Linked DNA regions of Danio rerio: region 2 is linked to region 1. Evidence: chromatin contacts called from public Micro-C data. All regions are on one chromosome and are shown on one strand. The core of a region is the stretch at or near the end of the contact, and the rest is flanking DNA. Distances in the headings are between cores, read along the strand shown. Region 1 holds the start of arhgap42a (Rho GTPase activating protein 42a). Region 2 holds the start of pcf11 (PCF11 cleavage and polyadenylation factor subunit).

Region 1 (7,087 bases), core at 2,697-5,196:
ACGAATGAATTCCAAACCAATGTGCTCAAAACTGGCCATTTCGAAGGGCCCTTCGGAATGAAGGATTTCGAAGGGGACAACTGATGGACGTTTCATGATCTTTTGCCCAGGGAAGCTGCATTGTTTCACACTGTGTTATATTTAGAAGGGCTCATCTCTATGCCCTAATTTGTTCGAAGATGTAACCCCAGAGGGTAAAAACTTTGAAGGGATCAATGCAGAGGAATGAGAGCTACTCAAAGGAAGCAGCTGATACTGAGCATCGATGCTCCCTGATATTCACAGTGCATTGTGTACACATTGTGTAACAATTCAGTGCACTGAAAGAATTTTGCGATTGAGACAGCACTTAAAATTTTTGACCCCTTGAAGTGCCCTGACTATTGAACAAGAGAGCTGATGGACAAGTAGTAGGGTTTTGTTTATAGCTTACCCTGCTTAATTTTTTAAAAGGGACTGTTACAGAAGTTTTATGGTCTATTAAACTTTGTGGGCTTTATTTTGATGATCTATGCGCAAAGTGCAAAGCGCATGGTGCAAAAAGATTAAGGGCTTGTCTGAATCCACTTTTGCTTTTTTAAGGATGGAAAAATCCGCTTTGTGCAATGACGCATTGTCTAACAGGGTTGAGCTTATTCTCTTAATGAGTTATAGGTGTGTTTTGAGAATAAACCAATCAGAGTCTCATCTCCCATTCCCTTTAATAACCAGTTGCCATAGCGCGTTTGCTATTTACATGGCGGACTTTGTAAGTGGAAAAACTTAACCCTTCACTAGCGAAAAAACAGTTAAACAGAGTATCTACAGCGCGAGAAAAAGAGATGAGCCTCCTCATTCTTTACTTTCACTTTAACTCTCATGGATAGGGAAACGTGTTGTACGCACAGACATCCATTAGCCTATACATAATTGAACAATAATAACGAAGTGTGGTCAAAAAACAAGGTTATCTCCAAATACACATGCTATGCCCCATATGGTCTGAATCCTGAAAGATGGGCAAATCTAAGCTTGTTTTTATTAAAACAAATATAAATATGGATATAATAAATATTATTGTTAATAATAATAACATTATACAAAAGCAAGTTATCATGAATTAACTGAAAAAGCCCCACGAGATGAAGAAGGCATGGAGGCGGTGGTTTGTATATTCATGTAGGCTAGAAAACAATCATTTTTGTAATATTTTAATCCTTTATTTCTATTTTTGTAAAGACGTTTGCGTATTGTTGTACATCCTGTGTGTATTAAACTATGTGCAAGCGAGGCGCACAAATAATGTGCTCTGAGCTGGACTATTGACCTGCTTTGATCTGGTCTACTGAACAGTCTATTTAAGTTTCTCAAAATAGCAACGCGCCTTAACACACCTCCTTTTGTAGACCAGAACGCCTATGGGCGCACGTATGAGCGCAAATGCATTACGTGCATTTGCAAAACGTCAAAACGACTCTTGCGCCGAGCTGAAACTAGCAAACAACAATTGCGTCACGCCTTGCGCCGGGTGTATGATAGGGCCCTGCGAGTTTTAGCTTGCTCTCTTTCAGCATTCAGGCCCTTTAACATCAAGTGTGACATGATAATATAAAGCAAATCCCCAACAAACTGTATAACAAATATAAAATCAACACATGACAAAAAAACCTCTCCGTTTAAGCGAGTCTGCATCATACATTTGTGCCGTTTAATTACAGTGTGATAAATGCCTTTAATCTGACACTTTGCACAGGAATTATAGTGCTGTATTTTAATAACAACCCTTTTATAGACCTTTTTGAGGGATGTAAACAATAACAATGGTCCTAATCTATTTACTGTTTTACATTTTTTACTTCTTCAGCTTACAAGAATCCAAAAAGGTCCACATATTGATAAATAATGTTATGATAGCTATTTAAATGCTAAGTAATGATTTAATTGCATCTTGTTACAGTTATGAAATAGCTTGATAACAAGCAGCGAATGTTCGTGGGCCAATGGCAACATCCCATTGAAATGGTCTATACGGGGTAAAAATGGCAGAGGAATAGCCTAAAGATTTGACTTTACACTAATATACTTATTGTGTTCATATTGTATTGCAGAACACTGGTGCTACTGAGGTGGGATGTGATATTAGGTTAGGGACAGGTTTTGTGGTATGAGGGTGGGTTAAGGTGTAATGGGTCAACAGCATAATGATAAAAGTATTTACAAAAATTTATTACAGGCCTGTAAATAACTTTATAACATAAATACAATTCCTAAACATTTTCGTAATAAATGCATTGTACCAAATTATTAATTAAAATGTAAGTACATAGTAATTAAGACAACTTAATTCTCCATGTGTCTATGTGTATTTTCTAGATGTCTATGGGAGTTAGGATCCTGCTTTTTTTAGGTCTGACAACGTTTACTGCCAACCAACTTTCATTGTGAGAGCAGCTCAAACATTTTGCAAAACTTCACAATTTGAGATGCATGAATAAACCTGGATAAACTACATCAAATGCACATATAATTAACATCTTGGTTACTTGCTAATTACTTACCAATGTTAATCTCATCATCGGTCTCAGCATCTCCAATGCATTCAAACTGGAAATCCTGAAGCGACTGGGAGAATTTCTGCACAGCTGCAGAAAGACCTGTTCAGAAGACAACAGAGTTATGTGATGGAGCTTTACTGCAATTTCAGCATATTTACATCAACTTACTCATTACTAACAATTTGTTTGGTCAAACGGGAAGGACATGACCTCACAAATACTCAATTAAAGACTTAGTTCAAAGTCCTTTTTTGGGAAGACATTCACTGCCTTTTGTTTGGCACAAAAGCCAGAAGGAGCCTTCAGCTGGACTGCTTTGTGGCAGAGAATAAAGGATAAAGTTGTGAAAGAGAACACTGTTGAAACTAACAAAAAATAGTCAGTGCTGAATGGACTTGAGAAGTTCAAAGACTAAGACTAGTGCAAAAAAAAAACATATCTAGAGGGAGGCAAGGAGGAGCCATGTTAGCGAAGTGGCTGATAACAGCATATCTAGTAGAGACTCGTCTTCTTCTTGATATCATATCAGATCCCAGCTGGGTGAATAACCAGGCGTTTGATGATGAAACATGCACACACACCACAACCCCGGCCTGAACATGCTCACTTCTAAAACCTGCTAGATATTAGAGTTGATAAACACAGGTTAATTAAAAGCAAAGTGTAAGACAGAGAAGGCTCATTTACACACTTTTCTAAATCTGTAGTTTCACTAATTTTGATGAAATATCTACAGTAGGTGTTTAACAGGGCAAAAGGTCAGGCACTACAAAAGTTCCTTTCTTTTTAGAAAACACAAACCCATTCAACTACACTGCTCTATCTAATCTACATCAGTGCTTTGAATTCTCACTTTTCCCCTCACACGGTTAAAGTAAATAAAAACTAGCAAAAATAGTTCAAATAATGTAACAACAATAACTAGAGAAAAAAGAATTAAAGTCAGATCACGTGTGAGTTAAATCTCAATACATCACTTACTTTTCAAAACACACATACACGACCTGTAACTTACTTTTAAGCGCACTGATAAGCATATTTCCATCTTTGATTAGTTCCTTGATGAATTTATTGGTACGATCCAGTTCAATTTCGTGGCATTTGAGTCGCTCTCTGAAGTCAGGACTGTCCAGAAAAGAGTCGCTGAATTCCAGCGCCGGGAGCCCCATTGTAAACGTCCGGATGAATGAAACGGTGAAACAAAGGCTGACGAACACAAGCTACCGGAAAAGCTTTGATTCTCGGGGAAAGTAGGTTTCTTGATAGTGTGAACTTTCAACGGTTACGAGTCCCGAAACTCTGTATCCCGAAACCCCACTTCCGGCATTCTGTTTCCCTGCTGGATCACGGAGAGATTGAGCAGAGCAGAGGGAGAAAGGGAGGCTCGCGGTGACTCCTACTGGTCTGATCCCGCTCACCTACAGGACGACATCAGGACATGATTACACCACTGAGCTGCTGCTGCTGGGTTTACTTTTTAGGCTACTACACCCTCCTGGGGTCACTTTGTAGAAGTTGTATGAGCCTGTGTACTATGAAATACATATAGCCTATTTTGTAACTGAGGTTCAAAACTCTTGATTTTTTTATATTATATTATATTATATTATATTATATTATATTATATTATATTATATTATATTATATTATATTATATTTATTATATTATATTATATTATATTTATTATATTATATTTATTATATTATAACTTATTATTACTTTAGATGGTTTAGGCATAAAAATAAAGCTAGAATCCTATTTTCTTATTTAAATATATATGGGCAAATATGTTTTGAAATGTGTTTAATATCTTTTTAAAATATATAAGAATATCCAAAAATTACCAAATAATATTGACACATTATTAGAATATTACAAATATTATTTACATAAATATATTATTTAAAAACATATTTTTTAAATTATATATATTTTAGATGTTTTATATATTTTGAAATCATTCATTCATTCATTTTCCTTCAGCTTAGTACCTTTATTTAACAGGGGTCGCCACAGTGGAATGAATCGCCAACTTATCCAGCATATGTTTTAAGCAGCCATACCCATACACACCCATTCACACAAATACACGTTGGCCAATTTAGTTTATTCATTTCACCTATAGCACGTCTTTGGACTGTGAGGAAGACCAGAGTACCTGGAGGAAACCCATGCGAATACGGGGAGAACATGCAAATAGCACACATAAATGCCAACTGACCCAGTCGGGACTCAAACTAGCGACCTTCTTGCTGTGACCCGACAGTCTAACCACTGAGCCACCGTGCCGCCCTGAAATATATTTAAATATATATATATATATATATATATATATATATATATATATATATATATATATATATATATATATATATATATATATATATTATTCCCTCTAAAATTAATTTTGAATATGTGATAAATATATTTGAAAATATATTTTAGGTTCAATAAAATTCATTGCTAATTCTAGATTGTTCAAAATAAATAATTATTTTGTTTTAATATTTGGCCAAACTGCACATCTATTTTCTGTGCAATCAAAGTATGGCTAAAAACAAGGCAGATCATTTTGTATTATATGTCGCATGTTAGTCCTGGACCAACCCTACAGCCCCTTATAGGATAGGCAGTTTGATAAAAGGATGTATATTTGGACATCCCTAAACCTTGAGATGAAGTCAAAGTAACATTATGAGCATCACATGACAAAAACATTATTAACAAAACATAAAAAAAGGTCAATATCAAAAGTATGATAAAGAACACATTTTTTGTCCAGCTATCAAAACTGTTACCTAAATAAATAACATGTGCATGTGAAGCCCAGTCCTCCAATCCAAAGGGAATGACTGCCATCTGGTGACCCACTCATGAAACATTACAATTTTTTTTTTCTTTGGAAAAACTCATTCTGCTAATCTGCTGTCCTCTGTTTGACCTCAGCATGGTGATTTTAATTAGAGTAAGATAGACAAAACAGATAGCCTTTTATTTGAAGAAAATGATTGTCTGTTTTTATACAGTATATCTACAGGTCATGTAATTTGCTACTGGCAGTTGAGGCTACTATTTTTAACATGACCCACAATCCTGTTCTTTAGAAAGGTCTCTTGGAACAAGCCGGGGAACTTCTTGAGACATGGTTCGCCCTTTAGGTAAGCTGTTTGGTAACTGTTTATATAACGTTGTTTTTGTCAGTGCTGTCTGCAAATGCTTACCCTTAGCTGTACTGCAAGGTCTTATTAAAACAGGTAAAATGTTAAATAATTTACTAATGCATTAAGGGAAACTGTGCTATAGTTTATCAATGCATGTGTACTGACATTTTAATGAATTAGATACTACTCTTTTTTTCAGAAACTGTTGTTGTTCACTGCTTCAGATAATAATGGTATGTTCAATTTATTTTTTCATTACTTAAATATTGGTAAAAGTATATGTGTAAATTTCAATTACACAGTTGTATTATGATGGATTGGAAACCGAAATGCAGTTATCATTATAATGAAATGAGGAAAAACAAATAAAAATTAACATACTAGTTTCAATAAAGTAGTAACATGTAAGACTGTTAACTATATTCATAAAAGTTGATTCAAAACCATTTGGTCTAAACTCAGTCTATTTCTTCTGTTAATTGTACCAGAAGTATTGATGACTCATCCTGCACTCACGGTCACGTCCAAACTTTTGTCCAATCAGATCTGCTTTTTAGTGAGAATGACCCAATAAATTTTACAATTTAAAAAAATGAAAAATAATTTGAGAAATTGATTCTGCATCGATTCTGAGGGTGCTTTCACACACGTGGATCGATTATTTTGTTCTGAAACAGGAATTAAAATTGTTACAATGTTCTTTTTTGTTTTTGGTGCAGTTTGCATTCACATGGTAACATTTCTAAACGGACCAAAAGTGCTAAAACGAGCCACTTGTGTGTAACTCCCCTCACGTTGGTCAGAGTTTCACAGTTTATTTTGCAGAGTCCCGCTCAGCTGTCTTTTTTTTGTTTATGGCAATGAGCAATAAGACATTATAAGCATAAAGCTGCGCTTTAATTTTAAATTGGTGACACCCACAAACATTGTCACCAAATATAAATCAGAGGTAAGACTCTCTCATAGCAGTTGGTTTATGCATTATAGGCTTTACATTATAGAGAGAAATAACAGATAAACCAAGACTGCAGTTCAGTCCATTTATTTTCCTACCGGATAAACAGCTCTCGGTAAAAGTTGACATGTTTTCACTTTCATATTTGACATGAAATGCACATTTACTGGTAGGAATGATGACATCCCGCCCTACTCATAATTTTCTCTTCATATAACCGTAAATATGCCTAAATATCTATAATACTCTGTGATATAGCCTGGTTCAGATCGTATTGCTTTCTCACTACAATCGATCCACTCCAGAGTTTGTTTCAATCGAGCCGAGACTACCTCATTCAGGTGATCACGGACCAACTGTTTTGGTGCAGATCAGAGCACGATTGCAGAATTCACATAAGCCAACCAAACCGCACTAACTGGGGAAACACGCCAGG
Region 2 (7,087 bases), core at 1,279-3,778, 140 kb before region 1:
AGAGACTTTTTCTAGTGCCCTCATCAACCTAAGGTGAAAAAAAGAAAAGGGGGGAAATATCTGACTACTCCATGTTTTATAAAACACTGACAATACCACTTTGATTAGAAAAAATACATTTGTTATTACGATTAACATTAAACTACAAATGTGAAAAATTTTTAAGTAATTTAAATGAGGGAAAAAAAAAGAGCACATTATGCTCAATCAGGAATTACACCATGGACATAAACTCAAAGAATTATGTACCTTTTCAAATACACAAATAAAGGAATTGACTAGGTTCTTAGCAAACACTTCAAGGTAAGCCCCTCCAACATTCTTCACTATGGAATCCACTAAGTACAAAACTGGAAGCTTCTCAACAGGAGGTGCCTAAAGTGATAGAAAACTGACAAGTTTAGAAAACAACATGGAGAAAATACACAACTACATTGATTTAGATAGTGGAGGTTATAAAATGGCTGGAATAAGAATACTGGCACAAAAAAAAACTCAAGCTGAAGTCCATCGTTTTGCTGAAAATCCTCAGAGATCAAATGAAAGGAGAAGAAAAAGTTTTCAGATGATGCAAAAAAAAAAAAAAAAATCTATGTCCAAGGAAGAAAATTAGGGAAAAGGGACAATCTTCCTCTGTGTTCAGTCTTCAAGCTCAGTCCATCAAGTAGGAAAATGTTTTGTTAGGTTGTCAATACAATTCAGTTTGTTTTTTGACTTTATAAACCCACCAAAGTCTCAGTTGACTATAGAAAGAAGCCCTTTCAGATTTCACTTGTGTTTTTGTTTCTTGGCCATGAATCCAACTCTAGGATCCATTTAAACCAAAGTTAAAATTAGTCTTCTTATTGGTGAAAAAAGCAGCATTGGATGTTAAAAGTTTTAGTTTGAGTCCAGAAAAAAAAAAAGTTCAAGCTGTGATGATCATGCCCCAGTGCAGTTTTTGTAAAATTCCTTCGTTTCTTTTTTTCAAAGTAATTTAACACATTCATTTTTTGATAAGTTTTCAGAAAGAACAATGCACCAATGCAAATGTCTTTGTATTTAATGTCAGACTGCAATTAACATAGCAAATGTATTACCAGAAAAAAATACACTAGGAAATAAAGACAAAAGGACATTTCACATGGTTTATTGTCACAGTTATATACCATTTATTAACATTGCAGCAAAGGATAGAAAAATTACTCAGCAATCTAACACCCCAATCCCTTTATTAGTTCAAGTACAAAGCAATTTTAATGGCGCACATTTGAATTAAAGACTTTAAATCCGTTTTCACGGAGCAGCTATTCTATCTAGTGTAGGACTTCAAATAAATTGAAAACAAACAAGAGTAAAAAAAAAATTTCACTAGCTTTTCAAAAAAACACCCAGCCATCAGTATACATAGGCGGCAAACCACGTGCACCAGCTGGTGAGATGACAGAGCTACAGCAATGAGTATGCAAATACGTCTTTCTGATTGACTGCAAGCTGAAAAGTGGGTTTATACCAACAAATGTAATCATTTCATTTAAAATTAATATGCGAGCAAAACTGTAAAGAACAAAACGGCGATTCGAGTCATTGGGTTGATTACGTAATCCTGGAATTTCACATATCGTTTTACTGTTGATACATTATCCATACGTTTAACGATACATACCATTAATAATTCTCGGTTAATTATATAAATACACAGAAACACATAACATAATATAATGAATAATCAGTAATAAAATTAAAATCAAATTGGTGTGAACAGTAATTAGCGTAACGTGGAACGTTGGGTTTCGATCATTATCCTATAATCTGATTGAGAATGTATACGTGGATTATTAACTTCACTGTGCGTCAACGCTAACGTAAAATCCGACTTTGTGAACAGCTGTGACCCAACAAACAGATAAACATGCGGTTTAACTGGCCTAATTTGTAAAAATGTTACTTTGAGTCACAAAAATAGGACACCCTTATAACAAACACAAAAGTAGTGTATTCGGAATTTGATCATTATTAACTACAACACAACGACAAACCTTATGTTACGTCCATTTACACAATGTGGTTAGCGAACTAACGTTAGCCGTGTTGCCGCCATGTTACAGGCCTCATGTCATGTCGTCATTGAACTAACTGGCCACATTCGCGCTAATAGACGATGACTGAAACAAAAAAATAAATCTATTTTCATAAAAACCTTGGCAATTTGTGCTTCAATTATTGCGACGATATCCTTGGTGAACTGGATGTTTTCCTCGGCTAGAATGGTGAGCATGTTGATGTGCGGTTTGCTGTTGAAAGTCAGATCTTCCAGCGAGGACTGATACTCGCGGCAGGCGTCCTCCCTCGCACCGTCGTCCGACATCTTTGAGCCGTTGAGTCGCCACACAAATTAAACTTTTATACAAACATAACTCGCAACACAGTCCACTTAAACATCTGTATTTCCTTTTAGTTCCCTCTGTGCGTCGAATGCTGTGCCGAATCTCCTCGCGTCTTGCTTTTGTGTAGCTGACGATGTTGCTTCAACTGCGCTTTGCAAAATGTCCGTCGTACTTTAGCAGAGACTGCGCGTCATCTGAAATGTATTTATAGTTGAACGCGCGTCACTGATTTCTTATTGGCTGCTCTGAAACGATCGATTTTGATTGGGTGGTGAAGACTTTGCGCTCAATGTCATTGGCCATAAGAGCACTACTGTTTTAAACAACAGCCTATCAGAATTTAATAATTACATAAATCAACAAAATCACAACAGGGAGTACAATGTAGTCATCACCTTGAAACTGAAGCACGCTTGGATAATTTGCATCGAATGGAGGTTCATTGGGTTTAAATCATAATATAACAATAGACAGTTAAAATGTAGACAGTTTAATTATTAACTCATGATGTATAAATACACAGGACCATAAATTATGTGTATTTTAGTCACCTAACATCTTTTTTTGGGAATAAAAAAAAAACATTTAAATTCTAATTGGAAAATGGACTCCAGGTATTGGAAAAAAACTTCAAACTGAAGAGGGGGGGGGGTCATATTTTGTATCTCTTGTTTTTTCCTCATTATTAAAGTTCTATTTAATATTTTTTTCTAACACGCCTGTAGCCAGCCTGGTGAAAGAGGTGGTTCCTTTTTCTTAAAATATAGACCTTTTTGCAGTTACTAGCCTCATATACTTTTAAAAAAAATACTTTTTAAGTGCAATTTATTTTTTGCTGGATTAGCTTATCGGATGGGCATAATCACTAAACTTTTTGATGTACAAAAAATATTTCCTAAAGATTTAGAAGAAAAAAGGAGAATAATATTTTTTTTTCAAGTACAAATTCATTACATCATATATCATAAGAAAAAAATGATACGGTTCGAGTTTGAAATTAAAAACTAGCCTATTGTCATTTATTAGGCAAACACAAACTCGCCAGCACATTCAACTTTCCTCAGTCATGCTGATGCAACAGCCAAAAGAGGATTCTGCTTTGTCGTAAAGCCTCCTTCTATGGTTATATTCACAATTTATTATGGCATAGCAGTCAAAATAGGACAAATGATTTATGTATATTGTTATACATATTATTGTATAGGATCCTATAGAAAAGATTAATAAAAAAAAAGAGATCTGTAAAAGGTGTACTCATTTATTCTGGGCAACGTGTGTGTGTGTGTGTGTTTGTGTGTGTGTGTGTGTGTATTATAAATCATTATAAATTCATGTTCATACAGTTAATTAACAAAATAATCAGCAAAAAAATATTTAAATTCCAACTTAATTTATAAATGTATAAATAACCTCAATTTCAATTCAAAAAGAATTTTCAAAAAGATCTCTGGACCACTCAGTTGCAGATAAATTACACTTCGTATTCTCAATACATTCATCATTTGGCATCTGATCAAATTTCAGTCTTTTATCACTTAAACACAGATCAGTAGTCTTAGTTTTAAACTCACATTTAATGGAGCACAGTGAGCCTACACGTTTTCGGCTTCTGCCAGTTTTAGGGCCACATGAGTGCTGAAAATGAGAAACAGGGGTGGACTGTAAACATGGTGAAAAAAGCAGGGGACCAGAAACCCCAGGCTCTAATGTGTTGACACTCCTCTGTTCATTTACTTTAGAAATCTCTGTCACATCCGAAAGGTTCATGTCCATACCGCTTTGACCAGAAGCAAACAAGTCTACAGAGCAATTGTATTTATCCTCATGGTCATCAAACACAATCAGTTCCTGCTTGACTTTGCAGTTTACAGAATGGAGCTCACTTTGTGTGCAGTGCCTGAAATATTTGCCCTTTTCATGGTTTACTGAACAAAAAGCCACAGAGGGGCTGTTGGGTATTTTTCTGTTTAAACAAAGTTCTTTTTTGTTAGAAAATGACAATCTGTTATTTGCAGAGCTAAAAGGCTCTCCTTTTAGCCTTGAGGAAGTGGTTGTGAGAAACCTAGGAATTTCATAGGGGTTCAGTGTAGTTTCAGGATTTTCTAAACAGTCATTTTCACAACTCTCTTTTCGTTCAATGATGTTCACACTGCACATTGGTGGCGTCAGATGTTCTCCACAAATTGGCATTTGTATGCTCACTGAACTGTCAATCTGACAGCATCCGTTTTGCTCTTGAATCCCTTTATCTTTTTCACCTGCACTGCACTCCCTTGTTTCAATGATCTCTGATATCGGAGGTTCAACAAAATCTTGCAAGCTTTCAGATAAAGGTGCATCCTCTAAATTTAAACTTAGATCTTGACCAGAATGACTATAAAGTGCTTTCTCATCAACACGTGCATCAAGATTTTCCACAGGTACAGTTCTTACAAGGTGCTGTGTGGATGTAGTTACTTCATAATCTCTTTGGCTAGAAAAGGTGCTCAGTGGATTGACAGCATCACATGCAGTGGACATGTTAAAATGTGCTGATGAATCAAACATATCGCAGCTTGAGGAAAAAGAATTTCTGTGATTGTTCTGTGTTTCATCCTTCAGTTTTTCATGCTTCGGCTGATTTGTTTCACTTGTTCTGCATTTACTTGTTCTTGTCTCTATATTTGGTGAAGCAATATTATCACAAACTCTGGACTGCTGTAAAAACTCATTATTTAATTCTGCTGGAAGAAAGCGTAATCCAGGTGATTGCCACACCTTTGAGATTGTGAACTCTTGACTGCTTGGTAGAGAATTTAACTGTGCACATGATGGAGGAGTGTAATCAAAACTTTGTGAAGTCTGTGAATTCTTCTGTTGTGAAAAACAAACATTGCTTGCAGATTCATAATGGCATGAATTTGAATTCGCTTGCTGGAGGGTTTTAAGATAATCGATTACTGTACATCCCATCAAGGACTCACATGGAGCAACTATTTGGCAAGCCACAAACTGTCCAGACAGAGAAGATGTCTTGGCTTTTTTACAGGGAACCTGTTTGGAAGAAATGAGTAAAGTTAATAACAAGAGAATCATCTAAACCAGGGGTGTCCAAACTCAGTCCTGGAGGGCATAGTTAAGCTGCAACTTCCTTCAACCTGCCTGGGAATTTCTAGTATACCTAGATAGAGCTTGGTTAGCTGGTTCAGGTGTGTTTACTTGGGGTTGGAACTAAAATATGCAGAACACCGGCCCTCCAGGACAGAGTTTTGACACCCCTGATCGAAACATCCCACCACATATTAAAGGAACACTCCACGTTTTTGACAATAGGCAAATTTTGTTTTACAAATTTTGTTTACAGTTAAACAGTTCAGTTTTACTATTTTTTAAATCCATTCAGCCAATCTCTGGGTCTGGCAGGAGCACATTTAGCTTAGCATAAATCACTGTATTGACCATTTCAATGTGGTCATGTCATTGGCCCATGAACATTTCATGCTTGTTATCAAACTTATGCTTGTTATGCTTGTTTCATAACTGTAACAAGAGGTGATTCAATCATAACTTAATGTTAAAACAGCCATTCAACAACCCTTTTTGGATTCTCGGAAGCTATAGAAATTAAAAATGTAAAACAGGAAGTAAGTTGGGACCATTGTTTTTGTTTACATCCCTCAAAATAGTCTATTAGAACATTAGCATCTCCTTTAAAACTTGTAAAACAGTTTGATCATTAACCTATTTAAAGCTGCACTCTTATGTAGACACATTTTGTATTAAGACAAACAAAAAATGAAAAGTACACTCTCATTCTGGTGTAATAATCAAGGAACATCGCTGACGTACCATGGCTGCAGCAGGCGCAATGATATTACGCAGCGCTGCTACCTAGTTATTTACAGCAGCTGGGGACTATTTTCATGTGCTGCATAATATCATTGCACCTACTGCAGCCATGTTATTTTTTAAAATGATAAAACTCAGCAGTTTTACCTCGAGGAGTTGTAAAATGTAAATATTTTAAATATAGTGGAGTGTTTTTTAAGGAAAGCTCTTTAAATGAACAAACGCTTCATACCTTTAACCCAAAAATAACCGATCTCCCTATGAAGCAGTCTTCTAGAGCTTTGACGAGTAGTTCTTGAACAGTATGTTTGCCATCCGATTTCTGTAATTCAATATACCTGTGAACCAACAAAAAAACTATTTTATCAGCAATGAATACAAATACATTTACAACAAAAAATTATTGAGAATATGCTCAAATCAAGTAACATGCCTTTGAAGGCCACCAGCAGTAATGCCAAAAAAGGGATTTAAACAGCCACCAAATACAGTCACTCCAAATATATCTTGGTTTCTGGACACTTTAAATGACAGCCTGTATCTGTAGTCCACGTTTTGTGAGTCGCATGTGAATCCACACCTTCCACATGTAACCCTAAAGATATACAATAATCCAGACATACAGTAAATCATAATGTTTCTAGACATTTTATAGATGTTTGAGTATTAATACAGAAAGGTTATATCATTTAGATACCACAGATGCTGAAATGCATCATTCTCATGTGAGGTGACTGGGTCTTTATTTTAAATTATTTGGAAAATATTAACTTTTTTCTACTCATCTGGGCACTGCAATCATACATTCATTCAATTACACATTTATATTAACTAAAATATTTGATTATTTATTGTAATCTTACATTTTTAATCAATACATTAATTTTCCTTCA

Evidence for each region. A called contact is a pair of places that touch in the nucleus more often than the background predicts.
Region 2: a contact with region 1 is called in a Micro-C map of caudal fin, with 8 times the contacts expected there. The contact joins the promoter of pcf11 here to the promoter of arhgap42a in region 1. A contact is called at or near these places in 4 of 18 Hi-C or Micro-C datasets (caudal fin, embryo, fibroblasts and 1 more) and 2 of 4 datasets of contacts at active chromatin or transcription factors (caudal fin and embryo).

What each region holds. Positions count from the first base shown.
Region 1 is chr21:24,193,390-24,200,476 of GRCz12tu, reverse strand. It overlaps arhgap42a (Rho GTPase activating protein 42a), which reads right to left and starts at 3,946. Exons shown (of 24, transcript NM_001202443.2): 1 at 3,550-3,946; 2 at 2,538-2,633. The coding sequence starts at 3,703. fbxo40.2 (F-box protein 40, tandem duplicate 2) reads left to right here and starts at 5,651. Exons shown (of 4, transcript XM_689616.9): 1 at 5,651-5,693; 2 at 5,896-5,929. The coding sequence starts at 5,927.
Region 2 is chr21:24,332,882-24,339,968 of GRCz12tu, reverse strand. pcf11 (PCF11 cleavage and polyadenylation factor subunit) reads right to left here and starts at 2,528. Exons shown (of 16, transcript NM_001007307.1): 1 at 2,180-2,528; 2 at 250-375; 3 at 1-28. The coding sequence starts at 2,347. ddias (DNA damage-induced apoptosis suppressor) reads right to left here. Exons shown (of 3, transcript XM_021469075.3): 2 at 6,427-6,532; 3 at 1,114-5,399. The coding sequence ends at 3,789.